Linked DNA regions of Cricetulus griseus: region 2 is linked to region 1. The links are chromatin contacts, called in public Micro-C maps. All regions are on one chromosome and are shown on one strand. Each heading gives the region's core, a stretch centred on a gene start, on an enhancer-like site or on the middle of the called end of the contact. The rest is flanking DNA. Distances are from core to core; before and after follow the strand shown.

Region 1 (7,194 bases), core at 2,051-4,550:
GATATCCATTGTGAATGGGGTGAGATTTGAATCTCAGTATGGTTTAGATTTGCATTTCCCTGACGGCTAAGGGAGTTGAACATTTTTCATGTATTTATTGGTCTGTTTTTTTTTTTTTTTTTACTTCTTTTGAGAACTGTCCTTTTGATTAATTTGCCCATTTATTGGTTTGATTATTTATTCTTTTTGGTATTTAAATTTTTTCCTTTATGTAGTCTATATGTTAATCCCTTGTCAGATGAAGAGCTAACAAAGATCATCTCTTCACTCTGTTGTTTCCTTTGCTGTCCAGCTTTTTAATTTGATGAAATCGTATTTGTTAGTAGAGAAAACTTCATTTGCAAACGTAGACAAATCAAGAATATAGTAAATAAAAAAGAAAAACTAGCTTGCTTACTGAAAGCCAGATGAATGTTTTGTGCTATATTTAATATAGATGCAATATTCAGTGGTGTTAACTTTATCAGCTCAGTGGGATCTATAGTCACTGAAGAGCTAGGCCTCTGGGCAAGCCTGTGAAAGGGGTATTTTCATTAGGTTGACTTGGGCTGGAAGACTCACTGTAACTAGGCAGCACCATTCTGTGTTCTGGGGTCCTGGACTGAGTAAAAAGGAGGAGTCTAGCTTTTCAGTATCATTCAGTTCTCTTTGCTTCCCAACTGAGGATGCAGTGTGATGAGCAGCTGCCTAAAGCTCTATCATGCCTTCCTCACCACGATGGGCTGTGAGCCAAAATACACCCACCCATCTTCAGGTTGCTTTCATTGGTTATTTGTCCCAGCACTGTGGGGAGTAGATAATACACTGTGTGTTTCAAATATTTGGCTTGTTTTGGTTTTAAACAACACAGTGATATTACCTATACCAAAACAAATTCCACTAACAAACAAGCATCTATAGTCTTAAAGCAAAGCTAGCTTCTGTTGTTGCCAGTATCAACTTTATAACAGTTTACCCTTTTCCACCATAATAAAGGCTTGGAATGGAGGGATACTGACAAGTGTCATATTATTGGTGTGTTACTATAATTAGGGTGTATTATATTATTATTAGGGTATAAGCAGGGGCTGTGGAGCCCCACAATTCTTGAGACTCTAGATATTGCTACCTGGGGGACACAATAGACTGTGAGTAAGTCAATGGATGGTCAGATAGAAAAGGAGATAGTTCAGTGTTGAGATGAAAGTAAAATGGTGATGTGCGTAGTTGTCAGCACATGGACGTGGAGATGTTTGAGTTGAGATGGAAAGGGTAAGTAAAAGCCTGGGACACAGAGGAAGCCTTCAGATTGGAAAGCAGGCAAAGGCCCCTCACAGATACAAACTCAAGAGTATGGGGATGCTCCACCCTCAGGGATGGTATTTTGTTGACTCTGTAGATACTTGGGTGACCATGAAATTTTGCTTTTCACCTCTTGACTTTCCCAACAAACCACACTAGCAGATTCTGGCCAGAGAAGTGAGAATGGAAAGAGACCTACCTTGGCACTGCTCTTTGTACACAACATAGTTGGTTGGAGCTTGTGAAAGGTATGCCAAGAGAGGAAGTGATTTTAGGCAGAGTGGAAATATGCCAAGTAGAGAATACAAAAAATTGCTGACCTGGCAGAGAACACACAGTAATTACATGTGTGTAAGGAACCGCTGAGAGACGTACAGTGGCAGGGGTACTTGCGATGCTAGGAAGAAGTCCTGCAAGTGTTTGGCAAGTTTTCAGTGGGCACTTTATTTTGAGCCCATCTCCACTTGAGACCCAAATCAGAAGTTAACACCATCCCAGCCCTCAGTAAGTTCAGGGTCTTAATGAGGTAGGCAGACCTCAAGCAGAGTCTTAAAAAAACAGCATTAAAAGCCCTATCAGGGACTTAGTGTTAATGGAAACAAATTTCAGTCTTCTGCAAGAAGTGGGGTGAGTGGACCAGGGAGAACGGTGGAGAACAGTGGCCTCTCCTGGGCAGGCAGGGGTAAAGTCTAGAAAGCATAAAAACCAATCTTGAGTAAAAGGATGTGTGTGGTCTGGGCAGGGACCTGGGAATAGAACAAAGTGTCTGGAGGGAAGATGCCTGCAAAGAAAGAAGCTACTGGTTTGGGGTCTGAAGCCAGGCTGCCAGGACCAAGGAAAATCTAAATCCATGTCTCTGGCATTGGAGACTTTGTACAGCAGAGGTGACTCCGGTTGAGTATTTGCTGGGGCTGCTTGTGACAGGCTCCATAGGAGATAGCCGAGGCTGAGAGAGATCACCAACTAGGGCAGCAAAGGAGAGTGCCAGGTGACCTGTTTGCATCAAGTCACCTCCTACAAGATACCCTTAATTGATGTCTTGAGTGTGGACAACTGACAACATGGCCTCTGCAGAGTGTAGAATCATGGAGCAAGTATTAAAATGGAGAGCCCTCTTGTCTGGCCTCCTGGTTCCGTTCTCTGTAGAGAGGGCTTGCTCTGGATGGCGACTTAGGTAGACTTCTGGGGATGATCATGCACCAGGGTGAACAACGTCCCCATAGCCCCCATACTAGGAGCCGATGGTTTCCTTCAGCTGGGGTCCTGTAAGGATGATGAGGCAGGAATGAGGGAAAGGGAGATGGAGCCAAACTGCTAGAAATACTATGGAAAAGGCAAGTTAACCTCTCATTTCTTGTCAAGTGGCCTCAATACCATCATGTCTTGTTTCTTTTTGTGTATGTTCTCGATCCCAGCTGCTCCGAATATGCCCAGAGCTCTTAAAACTTGTTATCAAAAGACGTAGTAGGGCATCTGGCGCACCAGCGTATCATTAATGGCGTATTGTGTACTGCAACGATTTTCGTGTGTGATTTAAAGCAACTTTCAGAAAAGATAAATCTAAAAATTCATTCCACGACAAGGAGGTGGCTTCTGGGCAGAAGCGACCAAAATCGGTTATCATTCCCTTTGGAGAGTTTTTCAGCCCTAAAATGAAGATGAGCAGACGGTGGAAGCAAAACCTTTGCGGTCCTTCACAGTACAAAAATGATGTGGCACTGGAAGTCAGCAGTTCTGGCGCGGGGGCTCCAAATGACGCCTCCGGTGCTGAGTTTTGGGGGCAACCCCTTCCCTCCCTCCCTGCTGCGGCAGCGGAGGTTCCTTTTGTCTCGGGTGCTTCCCCACCCCGCCCTGCCTGCCAGAGGGAGCTGGCACAGCGCGGCCTCCCCACCGCCCCTGGACCAAGGTTGTTTACTACTTTCTACTCGGAATAACACGCCAATCACCAGGGCCCGCCCTCCCTATCAGCCAATCGGTTCGTTGGGAAATTCCACCTTTCCAAATGGCCTGGGTAGTGATTGGCTGGGGGACGTGTCAGTCAAGTGGGCATCCCGCAAGGATGCAGCAGGAGTATTAGGGACGCGATCACCAGAGCCAAGGAGGAGTAACCTCCTCATAAACAAGATGGGCCCCCCAAGAAAGAGGGGGATTGGGGTGGGGAATACAAGCCCAGCCCACCCCCGGGGCCCCACTGGCGTGAGGGCCGAGCGCAGAGCCGGGGAATCCCTCCCTCTACCTCCCGCCCCTGCTGCAGTTGTAAACACGTTTCCCTCCATGTCTGTTTTTCTTTCTCTAGCCGTGGCCATTACAGGCTGCTGTTTACAAAAATCCTTCAGGGCGGTGCTGTTTCCCTGGGACCCTGTACTCCATTCCCCTTGCCTCCAGATGCTCTTTCACGCTTTCTCCTTTTCTTCCTGATGCTAGGCATAGACTCAAGGAAGCTGCTAGATTCATGCAGGCTTGTTTTCCGTTTACTGTTGCAGGCGAGGCAAGTCAGGCTGTAGCAGCTTCACCATTTCCCAGGAGGACTAGCTGGCTGGCTGTCCATTAGGAGCACCACGCAGCCCAAACAGACACAGCTATAGGACTGGCTGGGCTTTTTGTTGTTGTTATTGCTGGTCTGAGTCACAATGAATGTTATTTTGATTCTGCATTTTCTTCCAAAATTCGTCTTAAAATCTATGCCCGCTTAAAGGTTTGGGATTTAACATCCCCACCCTCCCCACCACACGCTCCGCTCCTTTTCATAAAGGCAGTATTGTGTTGAACTAAATGTTTTTCTACCTTCTGTGATCTGAATCAGGTTTCCCATTTCTAGCAGCACAATGTAGTTGTATTCTGTGTGGTTGGGGCGTAGTGGACATGAATTATTTGCGACAGGGTTGCCTGGAAGATGTGGAGTGGAGTTTGCGTGACGCGGAACAGCTCCAGTGCTCAAGGTTTCTGTTACACTGGCTCCGAGCAGGAAGAGCAGGCAAGATGGCAAAACACAGCACGTAGCATCCCGTTAAAAAACGCTCTTTTCTAGAAGCTACTATTCCAAATGACATCCAATCTTGCTTAGTTTTTTCCCCCTTTCTTTTTTTCCCCTGGAAAACAAATGTATGGAAATTTGTTGCAGATATTTAGCAGGAAGCTTTGTCAACCTGAAAAACGTGGTTTGGAGGTTCTGGTGAGAGGCCAGAGGACCTTAAGGACAATGCTTTACAAGGTTTGGGGTTGTAGGAATTGTAGAGACACATAACCAGAACCTCAGCAGAGGAGGCCCCGGACCTTGGCTCCTCTAGTCCTACAGTCTACAAAGTTGTTTCAGTGGGACCCTTGAAGACCATGATGGAGGCAGAAGGGGGGGCGGGATGGGATGGGGAAGGTAGCTGCTGGAATGAATGTGGGCCTTGCTTGTGCTGGCCAGGGTTGGATCCCCAAGAGTAGCTTCCATGGCCTGCCTGTGCAGGACTGGAACACTACAGTTTCAAGTTAGGAAAGCCTGATTTGGATCTCAGTTGGTTGGCTCGTTTTCTCTCCCACTTATCTATCCATTTGCTTACTTTCCCCCTCCAGCCGTCTTTCCCCAAATGATCAAATTAATATGTAACATGCCATTATGGGTAAAGTGTATTGAGTTGTGTGTCAGGATTTGAAAGGAGATGTGGCTGTGTAGCATGTAGTAAGAGCAAGTTAAGAAGACCAGAGGTGGGGCAGAGTTCTGCCTAAGGGCTACAAAGTTCCTGGCATCATTACCCCACCTTATGAAGTTACAAACTGGACAAGGGATTGAAGGGAGAAAGACACCATAATGAAGTATGTTGTGATGATGTGTGCGCTAGCTCCTGTCCCTTATTAGCTGTCTAATCCAGGCCACCTCTGTTAGCCTCCCTGTCCTCTGCCTGAAAGGAAAGCAGTGATTTCTAAGCATGGCTGTGAGGGCTTAGTGACTTTTATTATGCCTGGGTCTATTGCAGAGGTGCCTGAGCCTGGAACCTTGTCTGACAAGTGATCTTGCCCCTTCTTTGTTCCCTGACCCTTCCTTCACCAAACCCTCCTACTTACTCGGGCATAGCGAACTCATCTTTTCCTGGGTATTTGTGTTGCCTATTCCTTTCTGGCTAAATCAGGCTGTTGAATTTTTCCATGTCAACATCTTCCAAGAACCAGGAAGTCACGTTTGAATAATAACCATAGTGTTTTCTTGTAAGAGAATGCCAGGGTGCCTAGTGGATTCTTCAGATGAGGATGCAGGGATGGGGGAAGAGGGGTGATGAGGTCAGCTGCTCTTCTCCGAAGTGTCTTCAGGTGTTGAGTGAGATCTTGACTTAATCTCCAGGCTTTCATAAGCCTGGCAAAACAGTGGCCCTGGCCTGGCTCTGAGCTCTGAGCTCTCTTGACCTGATTTCACCCCGACTTTGCCTGTGTCTCCTACCCCACCAGAACACATATGTACATACCATGCATGTGAACTTCCTGCTTCCTGTGATGAGGGTCTGTGGTTCCTCTCCAGTTCTGGAATGGCCTCCCAGATGCCAGGGTGACCCATTTACTAGAACAATCTTCAGCTAACCCCTCCGAGTTCTGTCCCAGTAGTACCTTTGGTCTTACCAGTCCTGTCACTGCTTATGGAACAGTGATAACCTCTTATAATGTGTCCTATAATCCCATGGTTGACTGACTTTTCCCACAGTTGGTAGTAGTTTTCTGTGTGCCCCAGGCACACAGTCTGTCATTCTCCATTCCCTCTCAGTATAGCTTTCGTGCCTGGGACTTGGGCTTGACCTGAGAGCCTTTCTTTCTTAATCTGGAGCAAAAGTGATAATACCTCTTCCTTGGGGAGTTGTAAGGATTAACTGTGCCTGGCTTCAAGTTTATACCTAGCAGGCACTCTGGAAGGGGGAAGAGTTATTGTAAGTGTTGTCTTTTTATCATCCATAGATGGAGATGTTAGTAGCTGTATAGGTCTGCCAAGAGAATGACTGAGAATTATGTAAATGGGGGCCTGATTACTGCTCCTTTACCCTTTCCCTGTATGGATAAGGCATCCTTTTTACACTCCCTCTTTGGCAAGCCTTTGATAAATATAATCAGAAATTTAAATTTAGTTTAAGAGTTAGTGTTTCTTGAATAGTGATTTTGTGAAAGCTGTGGTCAAGGTTCTAGAAACCCTAACCTGTGGGAATTGGGTCATAGAGGAAAGTGTGAGCCACCTGAGGGCAGAGTCGGGTGGGTTTTGTTTGTTTGTTTGTTTTCTTTTTAATTGCAAGGTTATTGGGTTGAAGTTCTATGATTGACACTGAATGGTAATGCCTCTGGGTCTTCTCAAGTCCATGCAGTTAGCTGGTCATTTTGCAGAAGCAGGCCAGACCCTATGGAGGGCTTGTGATGGCTGCAGAATATGGCCACAGAATAATGGATAATGGACAGGGTCCAGTGGTTACCACTGCCACTGTTAGAATCGGTGGGTTTTTCTGAACCCTGCTCAGTCCCATCACCCTAGAATGGACCTTGCATACTGGGTGGCACCAAGCCTATAGGACTCTTGACCCTTACTCAGCAATGATTTGTAGGATGCCTACAAATCATGCCCTTCGTTGAATGAGGACCTGGTAACTTTCCTGACCCAAGCAGCTATCTTACAACCAGGTAATCTAACCAGCTTGGTTTGTTGTCGTCATTGTTGTTGCTTTCCCATTTATACATGTATAGCTCTATGTTCTAGACAAGTCACTTAATTCCACCCAAACCTTGGTTTCTTCTTCCTCATTATAAAGACAATATACAAGTGAGGGGTAGGTGAAATAGTATATGTAAAATGGATAGATCTGGGCCTGTTTGGTTTGGGGTTTTTTTTGTGTTTTTTTGTTTTCTAACTGTGTTAGCATTAGCTCTGTCTGTGCTATTATGTTGATAACACTAATGCCA
Region 2 (7,194 bases), core at 1,531-4,030, 180 kb before region 1:
ATTTTTTTTGTTCTATATACTTATGTTTACAGGGACAAATATGCAAACATTTTCATAACTAATATTAAAAACATATTGCATTTAAAGGTTTTGTGTTTCACAAACCTAGGAATCACTGCTAAACTGTCTTAATCTACAAATATGCCTCAAAACATTCTGAAATCAAATGTTATTCCTTTGCAATTGAATTATATGCTGAGAGTACCAGTCTGGAAGTATCAAGACTCCATTCGATGCAAGGGAATGCTCTGCAGAAATACTTTAAAATTAGAAGACTGAATTTATATTTTAAATTGATGCATGGTAAATTAAAGTTCTAATATATTTATTGCTTAACGTTCAGGGACATCTAAAACTGGAACAATATATTTAAAAACTAAGGCAAGTTTCAGCTAAACAAAGCAGCCCTACATGTATAATTTTATTTCTTTCCTTTTTAAATGTCCTTTCTATACAGCCAATTCACTGAATATAGCTCACAATTTCCAAGGGAAAAACTGATTCAGACGATACAGAAAAACATGGGCTTAGTTCTCTTTACGGTAGCTTTTGATTTGTTTTCAAGCTCTAAATTTAATAAAAAATCCCCTATGAAAGATGGGATGCATAAGTGTAATGCCGAGATCTTTTACTATTCGAGTAATGAAAGAAACCTTTCTTTGCTACAGAACCGGTCCTCTCCACCAACCAGACAGTCCAACTGTTTACGAGAAAAACACTTCTATTTGATCCAGACATTCACAACTCTTATGAGCCATCTTTTTATTTATCGTGGATATCAATTAGCCTGAGTCATGAAGCCCGACCGCATAAGGGCGACACGTGATTCAATCACTATTTTTAAAAGTCCACGTATTTCAAACTCTTCTCTCCAACCATTGCTGGCTTCTCCCCCTTTGAGGACCTGGCCTCCGCAGTGTTTGTTCGTTAGATGGCAGACCCGGGGAAGCCTCGTCTTGGGGAAACCTCTCCTCTGGCACATTTGAGGAAAGCACCGAGGAGACTTGGGCTGGTGCTAGTTTCTAGTCACTTACAGATCAAAAGAAGCTAGAGGGACACGGAGGAGAGGGGAACTTGAGGCAGGTGCGGGTGGGTTTCTGCAGTGGCCATCGAACCCGGGTGAATGCCACACGTTCCTAAGTTGGGAACCGAGCCAGAGAATGCGTCCGGGTCGGGGTACCCGCCCGCAATTCCTTCCTTGGGAAACCTTCGGACACGCCCCCCAGCTCCGGGTTCCCGCAGCCCGGCGCGCGCTGCGGTCCCTCTCTGCAGCTGCCCACGTGGTGGAGCCCGGAACAGCGCGATGCGGTGGAGCGCCCTCAGGGCGGGAGTGACATGGGGATGGGAGGCCCGGCCAGCAAGACCCAGCCGAGTCGGTCCCCGAATCGGGGCCCCCACATTTCCTCCCCTGGAGGGAGGGAGGCGACATTCCCCGAGCCAGCCCTCCCGGGCGGCTGCCGCGCCCTCTGGCGGCCATCGCCTAGACGCGCCCTGGGCACGAGGGGCCGCCGGTCTGGGTCCCCTTTCCAGGACTCGGGGGCCCGCGGTGGGATCGCCTTCCTCCCAGTAGAGCCACGCGGACCGCACCCTGTCCGCTTCCCGATTGCGCGCGAGCACCGGAACACCTGGGGAGCGCCGCCACGGGCGCCCGAGCCTGGCGTGGAAAGTGCCCTGCTTAGCAATCTTCGGGGGTCCCCTTTCCCCAGGTGTGCCCCTCCCGCCGCGTCTGGGCTTTCCACCACGCTGCGAAAAAATGCTGCATGCATGCACTTATTTATTTATTTTGCAACAGCTGCAAGAAACAATGAAGCTTTTTCACAGAGCGGGCCAGCGCGCTCTCCAGCCGCGCTGTTGTTGTTTTCAATGAAGCTCGGGGCCGCACTCCCCGCCCACCGCGCCCGCAGCCCGCCTGCTCGTCCGCCCGCCCTGCCACCTCCCGGGCCACCGAGTCCCACCGGCGCCCGGGGCATTGTTTTTTGGAGTCCTGCGGGAGGGGTGGGTGCGTACAGGGCTGGCCGGCGCAGTGCGGGTGGGGGCGGAAGCGTGGGCGCGCGCGTGGCTCTGTGTGCGCGCGGGGGCCAGCGCGGGTGGAGGCGCGGGGGGCGGTGCCTCCCTAGCCCGGCTCCCCACGCCCGCGCTCCGCTCCGCACGTCCCTGCGATCCCGAACTCCGGCTCTTGGCGCCTGCCGAGTCGGGGCCCGGCCCTCGGCGCGCCGGGACTGCGGCTGTGGACGCTTGGAGTGTGCGCGCGGGCACGTGTGCGCGGCCCCGAGAGCGCGCGCGTAGAGCCCCCAGTGTGTGGCGGCGGCGGCGCGGTGAGGCTGAGGTTCTTGTTTACCAGCATTAACTCCGCTGAGCGGAAAAAAAAAAAAAAGCGGGGGAGGGGGGAACCGAGGAGGAGGGAGCGCACCGGGCGAACTCGAGAGAGGCCAGCGACAGGGAAGCCGCCAGCGAGCCTGTCCCGGCGCGCTTGGTGCTCGCAGCCCCTCGGCCCCTCTCCTCGGACCCTCCACGCCTCTCCCGCGCCTGCGAGAGCTCCACGGCGCGCGGCGCGCTCGGCTTTGACCTTCAGCGAGCCGGAGCCCCCGCGCACGGAGTCGGCGGCGGGCGGGGGCCGACGTGGGGCGGCGGGAGCTCAGAGCGCTGCACGGCCGCCGCTTTGTGTGTGTGTGTCCTGGATTTGGGAAGGAGCTCGCGGCGGCGGCGGCGCTGAGGGAGGAGGAGGAGGCGGCGGCGAGCGGAGCCCAGAGGAGGAGGAGGAGCCCGAGGAGGGGGAGCCGCTCATTCATTTCCACTCCGCATATCTGCCCCTCGCCGACCTCGCCCGCGCCCGGGACTTCGGACCAGTCTCGCCAACTGCGTCGCGCTCTCCCGCCGCGGAGGCTTGGCCGGTTGCTCCCTCCGGGCATCTGGGGACGTTTGTCCTCGCCTGTGGCGATTTGGGCTTTGCTCCTCTCTCCGTACAGTTTTTCCCCCTCTTCTGCATCTCTGGGTTTGCAAATGGAGGCCGACGACGCCGACAGCCCGCCCCGGCGCGCCCCGGCTTCCCGACTCCGCCGCGCCGTGGGCCGCTGCTGCCGGCGCTGAAGGGGCCGCCCCGCGCCACCCTCCCCGTCCACGCCGCCTTCCGAGAATCGTCGCCTGCGCTCTTGTTTTTGAAGGAGAGTGAGGACTGAGTTGGAGACTTTTCTTTTCTTTTTTCTTTTTCTTTTTCTTTTGAGAGAAGGGAATTGCGTCCCAAATAAAAGGAATGAAGTCTGGCTCCGGAGGAGGGTCCCCGACCTCACTGTGGGGGCTCGTGTTTCTCTCTGCCGCGCTCTCGCTGTGGCCGACGAGTGGAGAAAGTGAGTATTTGCCCGCCGCCCGCGGCCACTGCGGGAACTTTTCCTCCGAGGGGCTGCGCCCTGTTTGGGAAAACCCAGTTGCCACGGGCGCAGCTGTCGGACTCCCGAGCTCGAGAGCGGAGGGTGGGGCTCTCACTGAAGGCAGGAGGGGAGCTTAAGGCTCGGGACCCCCACGGACTCTGGCTCAGCGCATCCGTGCTCAGGAAGGGCCTCAGGGCTTTCTCTTTCACTGTCCCGGGAGCGCTGTCCCGCGCGCGGCCTGGTGGGTGGGCAGCACTTGCTCCACGGCTCTTCAGGGACACTCCCGCGCGTGGGCACTTGGTGGGGAAGTTGGTGTCTGGGTGGGTTCAGGGTCCCTGCCACCCTCGTCTCTCCTCACCCCTGCGCGCGGGCATCTCCACACCCAGCGCCCATCCCGCGCAGCGCACCACGGTGACAGCACCTTTGGAGGCTTCACCGGTGGCTCATGGGGTAGACTGAGTGCGCCGTGGCGGCGAGCGGGAGCCTCCTGCCCTGCGGGGTGCAAGTTGTCCTTGAGGGGGAGGTGCGGGGTGGGGAGGCCTCGCGGCCCCAGGAAACGTTTCCAAACATCACGGCATGGCCTCCTGTCGTCCAACTTGTTTGGCCCATAAGGTCCCTAGGGTTTTTGGCCTTTAGCATCATCTCACATGATACGATGGGCGTCTAGTCCCCTCGTCCCCCACGGCTTCGTGACTCGGGACTCATCGGTGTGGCTCTGGGGTTCAGGGTTTATTCCCCGGCTTTCCCTAGGGAAGCGTGAGCTTGGGACCTTCTTCAGACTCCTTCGGGGGTGCGAGGCTTGGATCCCCAACTTTGAGGGTCCTTGGGCAGTCTGTAAGTTTCTACCCAGCCCTGGACACCCCTTCTTCCTAAAAGCGTCTAAGTAAAACGTGGTCGGGACATCAACCCATGAGCAGAGCCGATGTGCTTTTCCACACACGTGTGTTCTCAGCGCGGGTTTAGGGGCATCCACAGCCACACGACCCGAGGGGACACCTGGACTCCTAGCCCGGGGGAGAGGTGTCGTGTGCGTTGGTTTGGGCAGCGTCAGTGTGGTAGTGGAGGAGTGGTTGTTTTGTTTTGCAAGCGCGGAGCTCTGGCCTTGGTTTTGTTGTGGCCAGAGTTGTGTTGCACTGCCCCCCCCCCCCGCCCCCCGCACTTCCTTTGTACATACTTAATAAGCAGTATCGCTCCACGCTCGCTATCGCTTGCAATCTGATAGCTTTTGTTTTGGTGGTGTTGGGTAGGAGTGAGTGTGTGTGTGTGTGTGTGTGTGTGTGTGTGTGTGTGTGTGTGTGTGTGTGTGTGTGTGTCTGGGAGTGAGCACTCTCCACAGTGTCAGGAGGAGGGAGGTGGTTTGGAGGGGGTTTGTTCTCGAGAAAAACAGTGTGGCATACTGGTAGTTTTGAGATGATAGAGTAATTTGAACACAATTAAAAGTTTAAATGCAGTCTCCGAGCTGGGGCTGGGGAGGTGAGGGCGTGCTGATGAGTAATGGTTACAGAATGTATGCAGGTGGTGCCTATTAACTTCGAAAAATCATGACGGAGTCTTGAGTTAGCGAGGGGGAGATGATGGAGGCTGCGCACGGCGTGCGGCCCCACCACTGGGGTAGTTAACAAAGGCTGTTTCTATAAACAAACCCTTGAACTTCTTTTAAGAAATGTCTGCGATGGAGTACGAGCAGATCTTTATAGAACTATAGCTGTTTACTGCCTAGAGTAAGGCGCAGACTGGGCCGACACACAGATCTGGGCTCTCCTGTCCTTTGTTTTCCAAACTTTGAACTTACTGGATTGGGCGAAAGGTTTCTGGCTCACTTCTACCCAGGCGTTTAGATGGTGTTTGGGGGCAGGGAGGATTTTTAGCCTTTAAGGACTAAATATGGTTTAGAAGGCACTAGGAAGGAGTCCATTTTACTATGGCATCCTATTGAACTATGCACTTTCTCTACTTTTGTTATTTAATAGAAGTTACGAAATGCAAAGTAGCAGCGATGGCCTTGCATCTTGGGGCAGCATGTAGGCATCTGAAACAGGTTGTGGCTGGGTCTTCATGAACAATATGCTTTGTCCAGAACAAGGGTGGCAGGAGAAGGGTGTTTTAATGTGTGTTGTTTATCATCCAGTGATAATTGGCCAAGCTCTTCCTCAGGCTTCCTGAAATGTGATGGATGGCTAGAAAGCACCCAGAATCCTTGTTAGGGCCTGCTGAAGTCCTGACTCAAGTGGGTGTCTGCCCTTCCCTGTTTACAGTTGAAGGTTTACATGAAACACAGGAACAGTCATCGAGTTTTATTCTCAAAGGTGCTAGCCCACTGAATTCAGGCGTAAGTCTGGGTCCCAGCAGAGGCGGTCTTTGGGCCATGCCGGTTCACTTGCTGGCTTAGGGATTGGTGATTCTTTGGAGTGTGGCAGCAGTGTGGTGTTTCCATCTTTAACCTTGGACTCTTGGAAGTTTCTTGACGAAAAGACAGCTTTGCAGACATGTTTGCTTTATAGCTGGAGGCTGAGCAGAGCTTCTAAACAAGGGAGTTTAGGAGTTATGAGTGGCAGCCAGATAATCTAGGACTGTTCTGTTTTGAAAATGAACATGCATTTTAGAGTTATTGTGACCAGTCTCCTGAAAAGGATTTAGTCATCTTTCTGCCCAGGGCACTGTAACATCCCATTGTCAGAGGAATGGAGGTCTGTGAAATGTTGGTGTTTAAAGAAGTCAGTGCTTTAGTACCTATCAGAAGAAGAACCCAGACTAAGAACTTTTGAGAGAACCTAAATAGCAAATTATAGTTTAGGTTTTTCTGCAGGAAAATAAGGAGTCAACTGTACTTTGTGGAGGGGCAGGCCGTGGGGACTCGGGACTTGGAGTTTATAAAGGTTGTATGTTTGAATTGTTGAAAGGATTAGGAAAGAACAGCTCTGTGAAATATGCCAGGGCATTTTAAAATATTACAGATAGAGAAAGAAGTCAGTTATAAAACACCAACTATCCCATGATCCCATTTATGTGAAATGTTCAGCCAATCTATAGAGAGAAATTGATCCCCAGGTGCTGGGGGAGGACAGGCTGGGGAATGATTGCTAAAGGCTACAGGAGATTTTTGGGGGGGTGATGAAAATGTTGTAACTTGAGTTTTCGGTGATGGTTATACAATTCTGAATATACTAAAAACAACAACAAAAACCTTTGCATTGTGTGTTTGAAAACACTTGTCTCAGAGTATGTGATAATATTCTAACTCTTTTTTTATTACAAAAATTGAGAAGAACGTATTGTGCCACCTAGGATGTAAAATTTGACTAAATAGGATTATTCAGTAAGCATTAATATGGGTTGGTGTTGCTTTTTTTTTCTTTTCTAAATTCATGAGCTTTTAAGATCCATGAATTAGTGCAATACAACAAATTGATAATTGAAGTTCTAACAGCAGGAATTGGATGCCAGGCAAGAACTAGACAAACAGATAAAAAAGAATCTTGGTCATTCTTAGCTTGGGAATGAAGGGATTGTTTTTAAAACAACACACCAGTGCTAATGGTAGTGTGATTCTTAACAGTAAAAATCTTCAAACTGAACCTAAATTGATAGTCTAGTGTTTAAGAGCCCAGGCAAGGAGCCTGTTTGTGCCTACAGTCTGCCAACAAAGAATTAATGTGTTGTTTTGAGCAGGAAGGGAAGTTCATCTCTCCTGTTTTAACTACAAGTGGCAGTGAAGGCAGAGGAAGAACTGCTTTTTTCTTTTTTTTTTAACTTATAATTTTTTTTCTTAAATTGTATTTTTATTTCTTAAATACCCACAATCTGAGTAGATGGGTCTTGGTTACAGTTG

The links. A called contact is a pair of places that touch in the nucleus more often than the background predicts.
Region 2: a contact with region 1 is called in a Micro-C map of the CHO-K1 cell line, with 4 times the contacts expected there. The contact joins the promoter of Igf1r here to the enhancer-like site in region 1. A contact is called at or near these places in 6 of 8 Hi-C or Micro-C datasets (the CHK-Q cell line, the CHL-YN cell line, the CHO-K1 cell line and 2 more).

Annotation. Positions count from the first base shown.
Region 1 is chr3:129,084,682-129,091,875 of CriGri-PICRH-1.0, reverse strand. All of the region lies in intron 2 of Igf1r (insulin-like growth factor 1 receptor), which reads left to right. Among named protein-coding and RNA genes, the nearest start is that of Pgpep1l, 120 kb to the right of the region's middle. Within about 2 kb of position 3,300, at least 6 of the 6 cell types and tissues checked have open chromatin away from gene starts, as enhancers often do. A contact at or near this core is called in the CHO-K1 cell line and fibroblasts, where this site is marked.
Region 2 is chr3:129,268,388-129,275,581 of CriGri-PICRH-1.0, reverse strand. Igf1r (insulin-like growth factor 1 receptor) reads left to right here and starts at 2,780. Exons shown (of 21, transcript XM_027408129.2): 1 at 2,780-3,344. The coding sequence starts at 3,251.